Linked DNA regions of Rattus norvegicus: region 1 is linked to region 2. The links are chromatin contacts, called in public Hi-C maps. All regions are on one chromosome and are shown on one strand. Each heading gives the region's core, a stretch centred on a gene start, on an enhancer-like site or on the middle of the called end of the contact. The rest is flanking DNA. Distances are from core to core; before and after follow the strand shown.

Region 1 (2,700 bases), core at 177-2,676, 190 kb before region 2:
GTGAGCACATTATAATTGTGTTTATTTGTTTATCCTTACAAAACTAAGAACCCCAGAGACTCACAGAGCTAATACCTCTACTACTGAGGTATATAGCCCCAGCACTCACAGGGTCTCAATAAGATGCTTGGGATGGCTTGAACCACGGATTTTGAATTTGTAATCCTTCTGTTTCCATCTCAAAGGTGCTGGAACCCTAGGCTTTGATAAGGTACCTCCATTGATGAAATGAGCCAATTCAAGTCAAATTAAATTATAAAGGCAGGTGTATTGGGGGCAGCTTTTAGGCAAGTTCACTCACCACACAGAAGGGGGTCAGTAAAGTCACCAAGGAAAGGTAGACAGAGAAGAGAAGAGAAAAAAAGAGAAAGCAGGCATGTAGAGAGAAAAGAGGGGAAAAAAATGTCTGAATTACATAATGAAGAGCCGCTGGGTGGCCCAGCCCCTGGGTTGGAAAGTTCAGTGTAGAGGGTGGGGTTTGCCAGTCATGTCCTTTAACAAGGACTGAAGGATGTTGGGAAAACCTAGGGGCCAGGCCCACTTTGGTATGTTATATATGCACCTCAGCCATTTGTCCCTTATCTAAAACCTAACAGGCTTGTGCCGCCAAATCCAGCTATTATTTTTTTTTACATTGAAAATTCTTCAGGATTTCATATATGAGTACTGTGTTAACAAGATTTCCATTCCTTCTAACCTCTCAAATACATAACCTCTTCTATAGAAAACCTGCTGAATCTGTTTAGTACTGTGTAAATAAGGGTCTCTCTCTCTCTCTCTCTCTCTCTCTCTCTCTCTCTCTCTCTCTCTCTCTCTGTGTGTGTGAGAGAGAGAGAGAGAGAGAGAGAGAGAGAGAGAGAGAGAGAGAGAGCTGGGTCTTGAGATCCTCCTGCCTCTGCCTCCTAAACACTGCTATCAGAGGTGTGTACCACCACGAGCGGCTTAGGCTTTGTCTTTGAAAACCTTTCTTCAGTGTCAGCTTTAGGTTGCAGGACTGCACCTCTATGTCTGTGAATTCAAAGTTTGTTCAGTGCCAAGCACTGGCGGGGAGGAAAAGGGGCAATGGAGACCTCTATGGGCCATTACAATAAGATAGCCTCCACTCACAAGGACAAGAGAAACACGCGCGCATTTTACTCACTCTCTCAACTCCTTTCCCTCGCTCTCAGTACTCAAACATTCACACTCATCGCCGCGCGGTTAGCCTGGGAGTGAAATCAACACCGGTCACATGATTCAGCAGCTCAAAATGAAGGGCCACACTAGCTAAGGTAGCAAGCGAGAGCCAATACTCAACTGCGCAGGCGCAAGACCTTCCTGGGCGGGGCTCAGGAAACAGCGCTCGAGCACCAGATCCGGGATTGGCCAGCCTCGCGGCAGGCGGTTGGTTCTACCGGTCTAGTTCCTACGCCCAGCCTGGGTAAGGCGGGAGCGAGCGAAATTCAAGCGCGACTTGGAGAATCCGGTTTCCTTGGCTTTCTAGTTTCCTGGGCCATGGAGGCTTCCCAAGGTTTAGCGGAAGTGGGGACTTTGAGCCCACAACTGGCTGAGAGTTACCTGAGGTATGCTTGGGTCCCCGGACGGGTCTAGTTTGCAGTCCCTGGCCTGGGGTTTAGGTGGAATGGCTCCCACCTCCCCCTAAGAACTGTTTGTGGATTTGACCAGATTTCTAATTCGGGGAGCTCCTCTGCCCCTACGCGCCAGTCAGATAACTATTAGTCAAATAACTCGAGTATGAACTCTTTAAGAGCCTGAATTTCAATTAACTGATGGAGTCTTTGAGTCTAATTTGCCAACCGTTAGACCTGGGCGAAAAAGAGGAAAAGTAGTCCCCAAGCTGTTAGCAATCGGATAGTGGAAATGGGATCTGTAGAAGAAATACTTTATAGTGTATGATGGATGCTGTAAGATGCTTCATTTCCTGGCCAGAATGTTGGCATTAAAGGGAAGGATGGCCAATTATAATGGTCAGTGAACGAAGGGAAGACATATGCTCTTATAGGAACCGTTAAGCTCTGTGAATGAATATGCTTTTACCAGTTGGCTAAGTTGAGCTTAGCACAATCGTACAGGATCCTGTGCTCTCTTCTGGCTATCACATGTACCTATGTGGTGCACTCACATACATGCAGGCAGAACACCCATGCATATAAAATGAAAACAAATTAATTTTATAAATCTACATAAGATAAGCAAAAGATTTGTAGGCACTTCTCTTAAAAACATACTAATAATGGCAAACAGGCACATGAAAGATTGCTCAGAACCACTCATGTGTAGAGAGAAAAAGAACACATCTATAATAGGGTGTGTGGCATCCTGGGACTGGAGATAAAGAGGGTTGTGAGCCACCATGTGGGTGCTGGGAATTGAACCAGGGTCCTCAGGAAGAACCAGCAGCCAGTGCTCCTAGCTACAGAGTCATCTCTACAGTATGTAGGTTTATGTTGTTGACTTGTAGTTTTGGTTATTTTCTTCGAGACAAGGTTTCTCTATGCCTGGCTGGCCTTGAACTCAGAGATCCGCATGCCACTAACTTTTGCCCAGTTCTGGAATTAAAGGCTAGTGCCATCACCACCAGGCATGGATTTGTTTTTTGAGGCAGGTTCTTACTATGTTAAGCCCAGGCTGCTCTTGAACTCTCTCCATCCTTCTCTCTCAGGCCCCATAGTGATGGAATTACAGGTGTGGAACCCCATG
Region 2 (2,700 bases), core at 49-2,548:
CATAAATTAATACAAAAAATAAACCTCATGGCAAAACCCAAGCACAGACTTTCATGCCACAGATAATTTATTCTGTGGGAGTTTGAGGGAAGACAGTGAGGGGAGGGAGGAGCAGGGAAACTAGGCAAGCTTGTAATCTGAAGATGCGCTAAGCCAGAGGTCAAAACCTTAGCCTCCCTGGCTGAAAGGCTGAAAAGCTCGGTCTGGCCCTAACCTACATACTTGGGCTCACTGCTGGAAGCAACCTTAGATTGCAGAGCCATCTCTCTGGTCTTCTCCTTGAATGAGGGAAGTGAGGCACAGGGAGGTGAGGACAGAGAGCTCTGTACTTTGCGGAGGCTCTTTTCTGTCTGTGCTGTTCGCCATCTGGCCCTTATCTGACCGGCTAACAACGTCTTCATCCTGGACTCCTCTGGGTTCCATGCAGTCTCCTGGACTTCTCTAGCATTCACTGGACAAGAGTGTCTATTGTGTGTCAGTAACCGTTGTATGCCCCCCCCCCCCAGAATGCATCAGCGACCAAAACGACTCTGTCCCAGGGTGCATCGTGAAGTCCTTGCATGTATTTACTTAGGTGCCTTGTGTCAAGCATAGCGCTGTTCAAACATTTGGCTTGCTCCCTTCTCTGCACTGTGACTGGCTTTCCGAAAATAGTGAAGATTTTCAGAATGAATGCATGAATGAATGAATGAATGAATGAATGAATGATGGAGCTTAAGCTTGGGGTTGGGGATGCTGCTCAGTTAAATAGCACTTATCTAGCCCTGAGCAAAAGTTCAAGGACGGACACACACACACACACACACACACACACACACACACACACAGCAATTTCAAGACAAAAAAAAAAACAACAGTGAAACTTTGGTCCCCAGTAAGTAGAGCACTTTCTCTTGCCCTGCATTACTGCCAGCTCAAATCTTAGGCCATTTCCTCAAGTGGCAATCATCAGAGGAAAGAAGGTTGCTGGCTAGGTCCCCTGGGTAGATCCATTTTGAAGGGGTAACCCGCTCTATCAGGGACCCTCTCTGAGGAGAGGACAATGCTGCCAACATTAGACAGCTTGGGCCAAGCAAGAAAGACATTCTTCTGCGGGGCTGGGGGTGGGGGTGGGGAGGATCCACTGCCCCATCTCTCTGTGCAGGGATGAATCATTCTGAAGTGCACTTCCTTTCTCTTAAAAAACGTCTAGGCTGCACTGACGTTCATTCCCCGACTCGCCCCACCTCTGTGCCGCTGTTCATCCCGCCCAGCCAGAAGCAGCTCCAGACTTCTTGGTTTGGCTTGCCAGCAGCTGAACAGCAGCGCCCTCTACCGCCCAGCATCGGGCCTTGATGCCGTCCGTCCGCCCCCAGGAGCGGGGAGGAGCGGGGAGCTATGCGGGGGCGGTGCCCCGCCAAGCAGCCTCCAGTTCCGGAGGTGCGCGGGGACCATGACTCACCGCCCGCCGCTCTTGCCGCCTCCGCACGCGCCTGGTGACGCGCGGAGCTGCACAGAGCTGCTCTGCTCACGCAAACCAGCCGGGGGACATGGTCCTGACGGAACCTGCTCTGCCCTCCCTGCCCAGTCCTGCGTGAAGCCCAGCATTATTCGTGTTTCCAATGCTGGAAGCACTTGTCACCTCCAATGCCATACGACCCCCTCTCCCCCCACCCCGCGCGTCAATTCATTACAACTTCTAATAGGGACCAGAGGAAGATGGGGGCGTTAAGGAGTAGGGGAGGGGCTATATGACTCTGTGAGCGTGACTCCAAAGTTCACGGCGAGATGGGCTTTCGACAGCATCAAATTGCGCCCCCTCCCCCCCTCACACACACCAGACACATTCAGGAAGGGTCACTTAGACGATGATGTCATAAAGGACTTTGAAATTCGAGCATTATAGCAAACATTTACCATTTCAAAAATAAAAGCTGTAAAATAGCTCTTAATGAGAAAGGCAGACAGGTGTGGGGTTTGAGTGTGTGAAATGTTTTGAGTTAAGGAGTGGGGACACAGAGCTGGGCATAGTGACACATGCCTTTAGTTCTAGCACTCGGGAGATGGAGGCAGGCAGATTTCCGTGGGTTCGAGGCCAACTTGCTCCACATAGTGAGTTACAGGATGCCAAAGCTAAGTAGTTGAGAATAGTGAGACTGTTTCCAAAACAAAACAAAACAAAACGGAGCAGGGGACAGGGGCAGGACCTGTGAATTAGTAATGTGTACCAGAAATTGGAACATATGGGGGAGAGAGGCAGCTAAGATAACCCTGGAACCTTGGTAGGGTGTGCAGTTGAATGATTGGCTATGGCTCTGGGGTTAGGAGGGTTTACTGGTAGATCAAAAAGTTATACAGTTAAAGTCCACATCACCTTTGTGCCTGTCTCTGGTGTCTGCCACTGCTGGTTTTATTTTCTTTATTAGTGATATATTGCTTGTTTTCTTAGATTGTAAGTAAAACAGAGCACAGCCTGAAGCTAAGGTCCCGCCTCTGCTTTGGAGACAATAAATGTACAGAAGAGAATCCAGATGTGTGAGGGCAGTGCCTATCCTGTGGGCTGAAGGGAATATAGGTAGGCGCAGAGCTGCTTGCCCAGACAGCATTTGTGGAAGTCAAAGAAACCATAACCCAGGTCCCACTGTCCCCTCTGGGGAAAGTGTGAAAAGCCATAGCTAACAACTGCTTCCATGATGCTGACAGTCTTTGTAGACCTAAGGT

Evidence for each region. A called contact is a pair of places that touch in the nucleus more often than the background predicts.
Region 1: a Hi-C map of Schwann cells shows a contact between it and region 2, with 2.6 times the contacts expected there. The contact joins the promoter of Ercc6l here to the enhancer-like site in region 2.

Annotation. Positions count from the first base shown.
Region 1 is chrX:71,299,912-71,302,611 of GRCr8, reverse strand. It overlaps Ercc6l (ERCC excision repair 6 like, spindle assembly checkpoint helicase), which reads left to right and starts at 1,426. Exons shown (of 2, transcript NM_001098674.1): 1 at 1,426-1,562. The coding sequence starts at 1,495. It overlaps LOC134484080 (a long non-coding RNA gene), which reads right to left and starts at 1,484. Exons shown (of 2, transcript XR_010061429.1): 1 at 1,142-1,484.
Region 2 is chrX:71,112,854-71,115,553 of GRCr8, reverse strand. The region is part of intron 2 of Nhsl2 (NHS-like 2); the gene reads right to left. Among named protein-coding and RNA genes, the nearest start is that of Nhsl2, 100 kb to the right of the region's middle. Within about 2 kb of position 1,298, at least 28 of the 93 cell types and tissues checked have an H3K27ac peak or open chromatin away from gene starts, as enhancers often do. A contact at or near this core is called in Schwann cells, where this site is marked.